2 separate regions of the Sus scrofa genome follow, and region 2 is linked to region 1. The links are chromatin contacts, called in public Hi-C maps. All regions are on one chromosome and are shown on one strand. The core of a region is the stretch at or near the end of the contact, and the rest is flanking DNA. Distances in the headings are between cores, read along the strand shown. Region 1 holds the start of ADAMTS15 (A disintegrin and metalloproteinase with thrombospondin motifs 15). Region 2 overlaps LOC110255461 (a long non-coding RNA gene).

The links. A called contact is a pair of places that touch in the nucleus more often than the background predicts.
Region 2: a Hi-C map of retroperitoneal adipose tissue shows a contact between it and region 1, with 1.7 times the contacts expected there. The contact joins the enhancer-like site here to the promoter of ADAMTS15 in region 1. A contact is called at or near these places in 5 of 47 Hi-C or Micro-C datasets (embryonic fibroblasts, epiblast stem cells, retroperitoneal adipose tissue and 2 more) and 1 of 2 datasets of contacts at active chromatin or transcription factors (skeletal muscle).

What each region holds. Positions count from the first base shown.
Region 1 is chr9:57,126,155-57,128,944 of Sscrofa11.1, forward strand. It overlaps ADAMTS15 (A disintegrin and metalloproteinase with thrombospondin motifs 15), which reads left to right and starts at 1,373. Exons shown (of 8, transcript XM_003130081.4): 1 at 1,373-2,657. The coding sequence starts at 1,701.
Region 2 is chr9:57,296,884-57,299,673 of Sscrofa11.1, forward strand. All of the region lies in intron 1 of LOC110255461 (a long non-coding RNA gene), which reads left to right. Among named protein-coding and RNA genes, the nearest start is that of ADAMTS15, 170 kb to the left of the region's middle. Within about 2 kb of position 1,333, at least 13 of the 83 cell types and tissues checked have an H3K27ac peak or open chromatin away from gene starts, as enhancers often do. A contact at or near this core is called in retroperitoneal adipose tissue, where this site is marked.

The DNA.
Region 1 (2,790 bases), core at 123-2,622:
CCTACACCACAGCTCACTGCAATGCCGGATGCTTAACCCACTGAGCAAGGCCAGGGATCGAACCAGCAACCTCATGGTTCCTAGACAGATTCGCTAACCACTGAGCCACAACGGGAACTCCAAGAAGGTGATTTTTATGGAGAGCTAGGGAGGACCTCAAGGTCCAGAGCCTGGAACAGGGCTCTTCAGACCCCCTCAGATGAAATGGGAACCCTTGGCCTGATGGTCTCGTCCCACCTATGCACACCCAGCCTCCCACCCCAGTGTCCTCCATATACTTGGTCAAGGGTCAAATGAAAGAATGTCAGGGAGGAAGGATTTTTTCTGGATGATTACTTTTTTACTGTCCACAGTGCTTCGGCCCCTCCCTGGTGGGAAGACCATCTCTTTCCCCACAGCACCCCAGGCACTGATGGTCAGTGCTGGACACAGTCCCCCCCCCAAGCCCTGAGTGGCACTGTTTGCCCATGTCAGTGGTATAAACATTCCCACAGGACCTGTTCCAAGCTCCTGTCCTGCCGCCCCTGCCCTGGGAGATGGGGAAGGCCACACACTCAATCCTACCATCCACTCCCGCACCTCTGCTCTCCTTCCTGGTGCTGGCCGCTGTCCTGGAGGGCTAGTGGTTCCCAAGGTGTAAGAGCTCAGGTAATTATGCTCAAATAATTAGGAAGTGATGGAGTTTATTACTAAGCATAGGTTATAACTATACATCCATATAATTAAAAATTTTAATAATGACTGTGTTTAATAGCTGACAGGCAAAGTTCTTGAAAATTAACCATTTGCACCAGCCCATCCAGCACACCCTTGCCCCCAGGGCGGACTGTGGGTCTGGGCAGCCGTACCTTCCAGAAGGTCTCTCCATGTGCCCAGCAATGTGCCCTTCTGGCAGCAGGAGCACATTTACAGGGAGTCCTTGGTTCTGGGACTTTTAGGGGACACTGCGATGAGGAAAGAGCAGGGATATTGTAATAGAAGGGATAAGGGGGTTCAATGGCAGTCTTCATTTCCAACTTCTGAGCCCTACTGCCTTGAGCTAAAGGCTGAGGCCCAGGGAGCGGCCAGATGTGGGTCCCGGCTGATGTGTGGGGCATGGGGCGGAGGGGAGGTGCGGAGGAGGCATAGCTTGAAAGCACAACGTGAATCCAGACTCCAGAGCTAGTTTCTCCGGCCAGCCCACGCCTCCCGCCTCAGTTCAACGCCACTCCCTCCCCGCCAAGTGGCTCTCAGCTCTGGAGGCGGGACCGAGTTCTTCGGTGGCCCCAGGAGGCTGCAAGCTTTGGGAGGCTGGGAGGGGAGAGAGGGAGGGCGCTGACTGGGCAGTCCAAAGAGGAGGGGGCCTTTAATAGGCTCGCCGCGCCTGGTTTGCGGCGCTGCGAGTGGCTGCGGTTCGGAGAAGCGGCCCGGCACCTCCCTCTAGTTCTCGGCTGCAAATCTTCGTCTTTGCACTTGACAGCGATTGTACTTAAGCTCCCAGGGCGCGCTTTGCCTGGAAAGGCACAGGTAGGCGGCGCGGGCAGCCCGGTGCGCGCTCACTGCCCTGGGAGGATCCTCCCTCCCTGGGCTCTCCTTTCTGGGAGCTGCGGGCGGCCCCGGGAGTCGGTGGTTCTGGCGTGCGGGCTTCAGGAAGACGGTGCCGGCTGCCGGGGAGCCGAGTCGAGCCCTTCCGAGAGCGCGGCTCTGCGCTGCCCGGCGCCATGCTTCTGCTGGGCATCTTAACGCTGGCTCTCGCCGGGGCACCGGCTGGCGGCTCAGAGCCAGAGCGGGAGGTGGTGGTCCCCATCCGACTGGACCCGGATATCAACGGCCGCCGCTATTACCGGCGGGGTCCCGAGGACTCAGAGGATCAGGGACTCATTTTTCAGATCACAGCATTTCAGGAGGATTTCTACCTACACCTGACGCCAGATGCTCAGTTCCTGGCACCCGCTTTCGCCACAGAGCATCTGGGCGTCCCCCTCCAGGGACTCATCGAGAGCTCCCCGGACTTGCGACGTTGTTTCTACTCTGGAGACGTGAACGCGGAGCCAGACTCTTTTGCTGCTGTGAGCCTGTGCGGGGGGATACGCGGAGCCTTCGGATACCGAGGCGCTGAGTATGTCATTAGCCCGTTGCCCAATGCCAGCGCGCCGACGGCGCAGCGCAACAGTCAGGGCGCACACCTCCTCCAGCGCCGGGCCGCCCCCGGCGGGCCTCCTGGAGATCCTACCTCTCGCTGTGGGGTGGCCTCAGGCTGGAACCCCGCCATTCTGCGGGCCCTGGACGCTTACAAGCCTCCGCGGATAGGCTTAGGGGAAGATCGCAGCCGGCGCAGGTCCGGGCGCGCCAAGCGCTTCGTGTCTATCCCGCGATACGTGGAGACGCTGGTGGTGGCAGACGAGTCCATGGTCAAGTTCCACGGCGCGGACTTGGAGCATTATCTGCTGACGCTGTTGGCCACGGCGGCGCGACTCTACCGCCATCCCAGCATCCTCAACCCCATCAACATCGTCGTGGTCAAGGTGCTGCTTCTTGGAGACCGCGACACAGGGCCCAAGGTCACGGGCAACGCGGCCTTGACGCTGCGCAACTTCTGCGCGTGGCAGAAGAAGCTGAACAAAGTGAGTGACAAGCATCCTGAGTACTGGGACACCGCCATCCTCTTCACCAGGCAGGTGAGTTGATCTGTCACCTCTTTGGACCCAGATAGCCCCCATTCTATTGGGGTCACCGCCCTTAGCTCTCCAAATGCCCTTTGTGCCGCGCAATGTTTAAATTTCGTTGATCTCTTCCGACTGCCACTTTGGA
Region 2 (2,790 bases), core at 83-2,582, 170 kb after region 1:
AAGAACCACTAACATCTGTATGCCATTTTATGATTTACTGGGATAGGACATGGTATCCTCTCTTGTCTATGAACAGATTGATCTCATTGACTTTAGCGACTTGTTCATGATTGCAGAGTCAGTAAGTGATGGATCCAGGCACAAGCTCATGCCTTTGGATCCTAAGACTGGTGCTCTGCTGCATCAAGCATTATTGCCCTTATAGACTCAGTGCTGCAGATAATTTTCCACTTGCGTCTGTCTAGCTGGATGCAGAACCACTGAAGTGGCGAGAAGGTGGTACCTTCCTGTCTAATTGATAGTTTGGGGCCTGAATGTGCTCCTCGGTGGAGCAGTGGAGGTGAATCTTCTTATTCCTGTCTTTGGAGATTTGTAAGCCCAGCTAGTGTGCGATTTTACAAGCACTCTAGCACTTGAAGTTAAGGATCTCCAGTGCTTCCTGGCACTGCCCCATTGAATATAAGAAGCCAAAGTCCACATAAACTTTTGTCGCATAGGTTCTCAGGTACTAGAGAATGCAAAGCACTTGCTGAATAGTGGTCATTAAATGCAGAATGATTCAGGCAGGCAAGCTTAGCCCTAGAAATGCTTTCTGCAGCCTGTCTTTTTTTCCTGCTGGGGGGAGGTTGTGAGTTTCCCCTGCAGGCTGGGGGCTGGGTCCACCTGGGGCAGTGGAGGATGCCCAGAGACAAAGCACTACCTGGTATCTATCAGTCCCTTCTAGCCCCTCTGACAACCTGCCAGGGCTGTGGTGCCTGGCAACCTCCTCCTACTCGCATTCCTGAGCACTGCTGAATCTAGCCCAGCTCAGCTCAGCCTGCCAAGAAGCCCAGCACACAGAGCATGGTGAACTGCCTAGAAGAATGTAGGCACTGAGGCCAGGGCCTGCTTGGGTTTATTATCATTTATTGTGGTGTATTTATTCAATTGTAGTTGTAATTTCTTCTTCATTTTCCTCCCTTGCTCTTGGATGGCTTGTGACAAGACTTTCTGGCATCACATCTAATTACACTATTTTTAAATTCTCCCTTCACTTTCAATCTACCAGCAAATACTTTTCAACAAACTTGATGGGATTAAGACTAAAGTGGCCAGATGGCTTCTTTGTACCGAATTTAGCACTGTCCAGTGATGCCGGGTTTCCAGGGCACAAGGACCTGTTATCCTCTCACTCACTTCCTTGAGCTGCTCAACTTTGTTCTGCCTTTTATATTTACCAAATCTGGAAATGGGTTTAAGGAAACTCACAGATGTTCCTGAGCTAAGAGGAGCCCTGAGACCTTAGGGTTTGGCAGAGAAACGCAGCAGTATGGTGGGAGGGGCCCTGAGTAGTCACCCCTTCATCTCCAAGTTCTGCCTCCTAGAGCCCAGCTAACAAGGTGGGGGTAGGTGGATTATAAGTGTAAGGCTGGGCCTGGGTTTCATGTTCTGTCCTTGCTGTGTTCATTGTCTAAATTTGTTAGAGGATATGAGGGTTTTTTGGTTCCTGCTTAGATGTGTCCATCCACCCAACATTTCCAAAATTCCTCTAATATGCCAGACACTGATATAGAAGTTGGGATTTCATCGTGAGTAAGACAGGCAGTTTTGCCTTCTTTGAACCTGTGGTTTATTTTGGGGGAAAGTATGAAAGAAAGTTGGTCCAGATATTGGTAGAACCCCTCCTTTTTTTCTTGAAAGGGGAATCTTTCATAACCCACAAGGAAACTAGGGGTTTGGGACTTATCCCTATTTCTCCTCCAGAGGTATAGTTTCTTCCTTGTATCTTCAATCTCAGATAGCTTTAACTAGGTGAACACAGGTCATCATTGACTCTTCGTTTCTCAGGCTCCAGCCCATGAATGAGGATGCAAGTGGATCCAATACTGATCAGCAAAATTTGCTGACTGCCAGTTCCCTGTAATGTTAACTAAAGATATTTCTGTAAGATAGGCATAGGCTTTGAACATCAAGCCGCACAGGACAGCGGTCATTAAGAAGGAGGAAGCAGGAGTTCCTGTTGTGGCACAGTGGAAACAAATCCCACTAGGAACCACGAAGTTTCAGGTTCAATCCCTGACCTTGCTCAGTGGGTTGGGGATCTGGTGTTGCCGTGAGCCGTGGTGTAGGTCACAGATGTGGCTTGAATCTGTTGTTGCTGTGGCTGTGGCATAGGCCGGCGGCTACAGCTCCGATTAGACCCCTAGCCTGGGAACCTCCATATGCCACGGGTACGGCCCCGGAAAAGACAAAAAAAAAAAAAAAAAAAAAAAAAAAGGAGGAAGCATAGGAGGGGACCTCTACCATTGCCTTAGCTTATTATCTGGAAAATGTGTTCAGGTCACAATATGGATGAAAGGAACCCAGGCAGGGCATAGTTTTTTCCTTAAGTAAAGAAGATGGAGTTGGGAGCCAAGCCAAGGAAAGCCAAGACAGCTAGAATGAAGGGAAGGTCACCAGAGAGGAGAGACCTGCACCAAGAGAGTCCCCTTCAAGTGTTCAGGTGCGTACTGATCAGGCCAAGCACATGAAAAGACTATGAAGAGCTGGGGAAAGAATCACCTTGAAAGGATTAAAGAAACCCTGTAACAGAGCATCAGCTAGGGTTAGGGTATTTCCTGTTTCCTAAATCCGCAGTTGAAAATCTCCCAATGCAAGGGGAATCAGGGAGAATTTTAAGAAGAGTCTTGCCTCAATAGTGGGGAAGATTACTTCTATACTAACTGCAGCTCTGGTTTCCACCCAACAAAATTTGAATCAAGTTCCAAAAGGGTCAAATGTTTTCAAGTAACTTAGCTATATTCTAGAATC